2 separate regions of the Triticum aestivum genome follow, and region 2 is linked to region 1. Evidence: chromatin contacts called from public Hi-C data. All regions are on one chromosome and are shown on one strand. The core of a region is the stretch at or near the end of the contact, and the rest is flanking DNA. Distances in the headings are between cores, read along the strand shown. Region 1 holds the start of LOC123087143 (oxysterol-binding protein-related protein 1C). Region 2 holds the start of LOC123087147 (histone-lysine N-methyltransferase ASHR1).

The links. Hi-C and Micro-C count contacts between places; a contact is called where the count stands out from the background.
Region 2: a Hi-C map of leaf shows a contact between it and region 1, with 5 times the contacts expected there. The contact joins the promoter of LOC123087147 here to the promoter of LOC123087143 in region 1. A contact is called at or near these places in 4 of 5 Hi-C or Micro-C datasets (leaf and an unstated tissue) and 1 of 1 datasets of contacts at active chromatin or transcription factors (leaf).

The regions. Positions count from the first base shown.
Region 1 is chr4A:582,442,414-582,445,804 of IWGSC CS RefSeq v2.1, reverse strand. LOC123087143 (oxysterol-binding protein-related protein 1C) reads left to right here and starts at 1,523. Exons shown (of 10, transcript XM_044509057.1): 1 at 1,523-2,184; 2 at 2,278-2,643. The coding sequence starts at 1,660.
Region 2 is chr4A:582,614,562-582,617,952 of IWGSC CS RefSeq v2.1, reverse strand. LOC123087147 (histone-lysine N-methyltransferase ASHR1) reads right to left here and starts at 1,874. Exons shown (of 14, transcript XM_044509060.1): 1 at 1,679-1,874; 2 at 1,329-1,474; 3 at 1,057-1,191; 4 at 888-942; 5 at 685-803. The coding sequence starts at 1,844. It also overlaps the pseudogene LOC123087146.

The DNA of each region.
Region 1 (3,391 bases), core at 274-2,773:
TTGGTTATGATCCATGAACTTCAAACTAGTATCAGACATGTTTAGTTTCTCGTCCCTACAAACTTGCCTGGAGGTTGTATCCTCGTTCTCAACACACAAGGGATCAAAACGAAACTCGGACAATATTGCGAATTAAGCATAGTTTAAATGGTTAAGTTCTTGTGATGGGACCAGTCCAATCGGGTCAAGTCTTAGGCTTGGCACGAGTGATCGCATGCTTTTTGAATTTATTTTAGGTTCTCTGACGCTATTCTTTCAGCGTTATGGCATGCCTGTCAAATACAAGACGTATGTTTGACTTAGTCAATCTAGAAAATTCTTGGAAAACATTTCTAGTGCTCTTTACAGAGGCACACCACCAAACGGTAAGATACCCCTAGAAACAACATTTTTCAACACTCTCTGTTCGAATTGACATGTTCCCAGCATTTAGGTCCGGAATATACTCCCTTCGTTTCTAAATATTTGTTTTTTTATAGATTTTAACAAGTGACTATATACGAAACAAAATGAGTGAATATACACTCTAAAATATGTCTATATACATCCGTATGTTATAGTCCATTTGAAATCTCTAAAAAAACAAATATTTAGAAACAAAGAGAGTATATACTTTTTTGTAAGTAGTTTTTTCTCAATTATTAAAAAACAGCCAAACTTCAGCAGTACCCCAAGTGTAAAAATTCCAATGCAACAACCATTCAAAGATCAATATTTCAATGCAATAATAATTCAAATATAATCAATTCAAACGTAAAGTATACAAATGAAATAGTTAAATTTAAATTTATAATTTATTCAACCAATAGAGGTTCCACTAGATCACTCGGCGGCTGTGTATAGGATCCTCGATTGCTCAACTGCTCAAGAACAATAGCCCGTGTAACCGGTAGCGATAACGGAATTAACGCTCAGATGACACATCAGGGGCAAAACAGCTCTTGTAGAGATCAACGTGGCTCCTTCACAATCTATCGGTAGAAAATCAGGGATGAAATCAATCCACATGCATGATATGAATTCCAAAGCAGCGTTTGGAGTCTACAATTAGTCGCGGTAAAAAGCAGAAAGTTAAACCCTGCATCAGCACCTGAATAGAACCTCATTATCGTCTCACCGCTAGCCAATGGGTTGCCATCCGTCGATGTCATTCCTAACCACTGTTTCCGGACTTCTCCATCCTCTAATGAGTTGCATATAAACCAAAAAAATGAAGCAGAACACATTTGGTTTTGGATAAATCAACGGACTCATCAAAAGCCAAAAGGAAAAAAAAACACCTGACACGTGTCACCAGTCGAGTCCTCCATGGCTCCCTCGCCCCGCCCGCCCGTCGTCCCCTTTCCCGGCGAGTCGTGACAAGCGAAAAAGGAGAAAGGAAGAAGGAAGAGAAGCGCCCAAGTACGGTACCCACCCACCCTACCCAACCGCCGAGCAGGCGGCCAGCAGTTTATTACCCCACTCCTCCCCCTCCTCCTCCTCCGGCATTTAAACCTCTTCACCCACCTCCGCCCTCCCACCCCCAATAAACTGCGCGGCGCGGCGCAGGAATTTTATAAACCACGGGGATTAATTAAACCTAGCACGCGCACGCCTCGGCCTCCCTCCCCGCCGGCCAGCGCGGCAGGCCGCGCCCGATCCGGCCCCGCCGCCCGCCGCATGCACCCATTCTGCTGCGTGCCCCCCGTGCCCGTCTCCCCCGCCGCGGCTGCGGCGGCGGCGTCGTCCGCGCCCCCCGCGGTGGCGGGCCTCCCTCCCGCGATGCCGCCGCCGCCGCCGCCCCCGCTCCAGCCCGCCCGCTGCTGCAGCAGCAGCAGCAGCTCGGCAGCGCGGGCGCGCGTGGCGGGCGTCGGCGTTGGGGGCGGCCCCTCCTCGCCGCCTGACGGGGTGAGGCTGAACGAGATCGTTGGCGGCGGCATCTCCGGGGTCCTCTACAAGTGGGTCAACTACGGCCGCGGGTGGCGGCCCCGCTGGTTCGCGCTCAGCGACGGCGTGCTCTCCTACTACAAGATCCACGGGCCCGACCGCATCGACCTCTCCCGCGACACCGACCGCGGCGCCAAGGTCATCGGCGAGGACTCGCTCCGCCGCCTCGCGCGCCCCTCCTCCGCCTCCGCCCCCCACTCCAACGGCCACGGCCACCACCAGACGCCCCGCAAGCCCCTCGGCGAAATCCACCTCAAGGTCAGTCGCCCGCTCGATGCTTCGATTCGCTCCTCTGATCCGCAGATCCATTTCCCTCTGTCTCTGACGCTGAAACGGGTGGTTGACGTGCAGGTGTCGACCGTCAGAGAGAGCAGATCGGACGACAGGAGGTTCTCCATCTTCTCGGGGACCAAGAGGCTGCACCTGCGGGCCGAGACGAGGGAGGACAGGGCCGCGTGGCTCGAGGCGCTGCGTGCCACCAAGGAGATGTTCCCGAGGATGTCCACCAGCGAGATGGTCGGGCCGGGGGACACTGCGGCGGCCGCGGCGGTCTCCACCGAGCGCCTGAAGAAGCGCCTGCAGCAGGAAGGGGTCAGCGATGCTGCCATTGCTGACAGCGAGAGGATCGTGCGGGAGGAGTTCGAGGCGCTGCACAAGCAGCTTGTGCTTCTCAAGCAGAAGCAGGCGCTACTCCTTGACACGCTCCGCCACCTAGAGGTATTCATATCTATCTGACCCTGCTTCGAACAGAACTTGATCGTGCATGGGAGTAGGAAATTTTGGTGTCCACTGCATGGTGTGATATTGTGCCATTCTCTACATGGTTTAATTAATGAAGAAACAAGTACAGAGCTACTGACGTACATTGACGCACGGAGGAATTTTGCCGTTCTGCGTACACGATTGACATGAGTGTACATCGAAACCGATTTTGAATACTAGCTGTCACCATGGGTCGTGCTGTACTTACATTTCTTTGAGCTTTCTGCCACTGTTGTTTTATTGAGTTAGTACTTGCATTTCTTTGAAATCTTCTGCCACTGCTGTTTTATTGAGTTTGTAAGATGCTGCAGTCTGTTTAGTAGATCTGTATCAGGTGGAAACCTAAATTGAGGTTAAGTTCATGGAAGGTGGGAACTATGTGCTGAGGTTTTGGTAAATTGCGAAGAAACCTGTAGATGTTGGTGAAGGGACATTCTGCAGACAAACCATTATTCATGCATGTTTACCCATTTTTGTGTATTTCAAATGTGTCCATCCTGAGAATTTTGAAAACTAGAACATGCTTTGGCACTTTATTTCGGTTTCCACCTTATATATTCCTTTAAGGTTATGTCGTGTTGAAGCATACACAATTACACATACCATGTGCAAGCACACACGGGAGTGCCCCCTAGCTCACATGTTTTTGGAGGAATCAGTGAGAAGCAAAGGTAGATGGGAATGGAGAACAGGCGGAAATAAT
Region 2 (3,391 bases), core at 625-3,124, 170 kb before region 1:
ACAAATATGTGGATCTATAATACCGAACAGCGTCTATTATAGATCCACATACATTTCTTTTTTTGTGTAGCCCTTAAATAAACATATTATCAAATTTTACAGGTTAGTAAGAATGTATATGTACTTGCGTAAAGAACTACATTTTTTTAACTGTAAAGTGTGCTTTTCGATTTACAAAAAGGGCTCATTTCACAATATTTGGAGATCACACGTCTTTTCTCCAGTAGCATGCTGGTTTATCTACACAGGAAGTATATAGACCTGATTTTACTCTACTCAAACAAGACCATATGAGTCCTTGGTTACTTGAGATATCAGGAAATTAGGACTTAACAAGGGAGGAAAAGGCGGGGCAGAGGTGCTAGCTTGGCTAAGATAGAAAGTTTTGATGTGCATGTAGATTTGGTTCTAGTGCCACCACCCTTTTCGAGATCTGTCAGGATTAGCAAGTTCTAGGACATCTCTGAGGGGTTCAGACCAAACACTCGATCTCAACGTTCAGAAATTAAAAAGCTATCAGAGTAGAGAAACACAAAGGCATCAAACACTCACAATAACACCTGAAACCAGCTGTTTTCATCAGCATAATGCATCGCATAATTAATTTGAATCTCTGTCTACCATAGCAGTTAAAACATTTAAGATCCTAAGGACAAAAACATATTATGGGCAATTGGGCATTACCTTAGAAAAAGTATGTGCAATTTCCTTAAGATCAAGTTCAATTGAAGGGAGAATCAGCTGCACAAGATTGGCCATCTGAGCATAGAGGACCAATTGATTATCATCAACCTTCGAGATGTCTATTCATGCGAAGTCAATCCAACACTCACAAAGCATAATCTTTATAATTTATCATGAATCAATGTGTCAAGTGGGCAGGATACGGGACTCCAACGCATCCACTAGATCGTAGTTATCTGTTGCTGAAGATGGAATGGCCTGGAAATACAAGTAGTATCAAGCTAACAGGATGCAGCTAACACTGATGCACTGAAAATACAGAGGTACTGTACAGAAAGTTTTTGTCAGGAATAGACCAAACCAGCCCAATACCTTCTCGCTTTGCAGTTTTCTTCTTAGTATAAGCTTCACCATCAAACGGATTGTAGGAGTAAGCATCTTCTTCCTTTCCTCTGTCAGCGCTGAGATGGCTTGACACTCAAGTTGATGCAGCTTCCATTCTTCTTTCTGCGTAACAAAATTTCACTGAAAGAAGTGACATCACTGAACGCATAACAATCAGTACAAAGAATATTTACGCATGGCCACAGAAGTATGTATCTGTCCATCAACAACGTGAAACAATTGAAGGGCAGAGTCAGCACCTGGCACACGCTCCCACAGTACCAAGCTACTCGACAAACCGAGCACTTCCTCAGGTTGCCGGAGGCGAAGCAGTGGTCGCAGCTCGATCCAACCGAAATCCTGTTGGGCGTAGAAGCATAGGGTTCTTGGCAAATAATGACCTCCCCTGCAAAACCGCCGGAGAATCCCACCACATGAGCTTGATTATACATAAACCAGCGGGCCAAGCTCGACTCAAGGACCAGTATCGTCCATCCCGGCAACAACTACGTGTGCCATTCATCTGGGCATTTCACCGAGCGGTTCGCGGGCAGGTCAGCGTATAGGGGCAAAGAAGGGCTGCGACCGAGGGAAGGGAGGGCGGGGTTACCGGGGAAGAAGCTGCGGGAGGCGACGAGGCCGCGGCCCTTCCCTGGAACGGAGGCGACGGCGAGGCCGCGGCCGGCGAGCTCGCGCTGCAGCTGCTCCGCCCACGCCGCCATCCCTTGCCGCGGGGACGCTCCGCCGCTTGCTTCACCGGACGCTTGAGAAATCATCAGAGCAGAAACAGTTGAGCCCCACCGCGCTGGAAGTAGTGAGGCCGACTTAACCGGGCCAGACGGGCTACCTGACTGATTAAAGCCCATACCGAGTACTAAAACTGGGCTTCGGCCAGGAGGCCCTGCTAGCCCAACCAGCACGGCGGCGGCATTTGTGGCAAAAAAAAAAGGTTTTGCTCCGTCGTCCTGCTCGCTCGGCTTCCATTTCAAAATTTGGGGGCTCCGTCGCCATTCCCTCCTGCCCCACCCCCACCCCCCACCCCTCCGATTCGCTCCGGCTCCCCGTCCCACGGCCGCCGCCGCGCCCGCGCCGCACCACCGCGCGCGTACAGCGCCGGGAATCCGCCGGCTCCGAGCGTCCCCCTCCGCGACCCCCGGAGCGGCCGCCTCGAGCTCCGGAACCCTAGGGCCTCTCCCCCACCCGGTCCGCCTCTCCGGCGAGATGCCGCTGGGCCCCACCGCCTGCCCCGACGCAGCCGATGGAGAGGAGGGGTAACTTCCTCCGCCCCCCGGCCCCCGACGACGCCGCGGCCGCCGGCAGGAGCAACACGTTCCCCGCCGCCGGGGACACGGGCCACACCAACCTCACCTCCTCCTCGGGCTCCTCCTCCTCCTCCACCGTCACGGGCGACCCTCTCGACTTCCTGGGCCAGATCCATGCGGCCTGCAAGCGCCAGAGGCCTCTCGGTGAGCTCAGCCACACCCTAGGCCTAAGCGTTGCTGCTTCCATCTAGGGTTATGCATCTAGTTCAACGTTTGTCACCTGCAAATCGAACCAAGTTAACACGCAGTAGCTTCAGGACACGGGAAATAAACCTGCAAGTAGATCCTGACTGTTAGTGCTAGCTCTACTTTTGTTTGCGGATGGTGAGCTGTGATGTGCTTATTTTGTAAGGCTATGTCAAAAAGACGTTCTAGAAAGTCTATCAATCGGTGTGGCAAATTAGATTTAAGCGAGATATTGTTTGTTATCCGAGGGTTGTAATATCACATTTCCTCTCAGTTGCTCTGCAATGCAATTGTATATTCACTGCAGCTTGATTAAGGAAAAAATGGTTTTAAAGTTTCAGACTTGAGCTCAGTTTTAAAATCCTAGAAATTAGTTTGATGTTTTTTTTTGCAAAATTCCTATGTGGTTTGTATCTCAGATTTCCGTCTATATGGAATCTAGACCTTTTCTTCTCATGGATTATATTAATTTAGATTCTGTCTATACGGAAGCTAGACTTTTCTTTAGATAGATTCCGTCTATACAGAGTCTAGACCTTTTCTTCACATACTAGAAAATATTTGGAATAAATGAAATATTGTAATGTTATATGTGGAATTTTAACATAAAGCTGAGTTATCGTCCTGGTAAAAAAACATTTTTGTGGTAGGCCCTGTTCCCGGTAAGAATTACAGTTAAATTGTCTTTCCGATTCTATTCCCTGTCCCTGCTACAGAGAAAGATGCTCGTTTACAACCGAATTTGTCTAAAATGCGTTGTCATCTTGTTTTAACTTGAACTTGCCTCAGGTACAACACAGCGTGCAACTCGTATC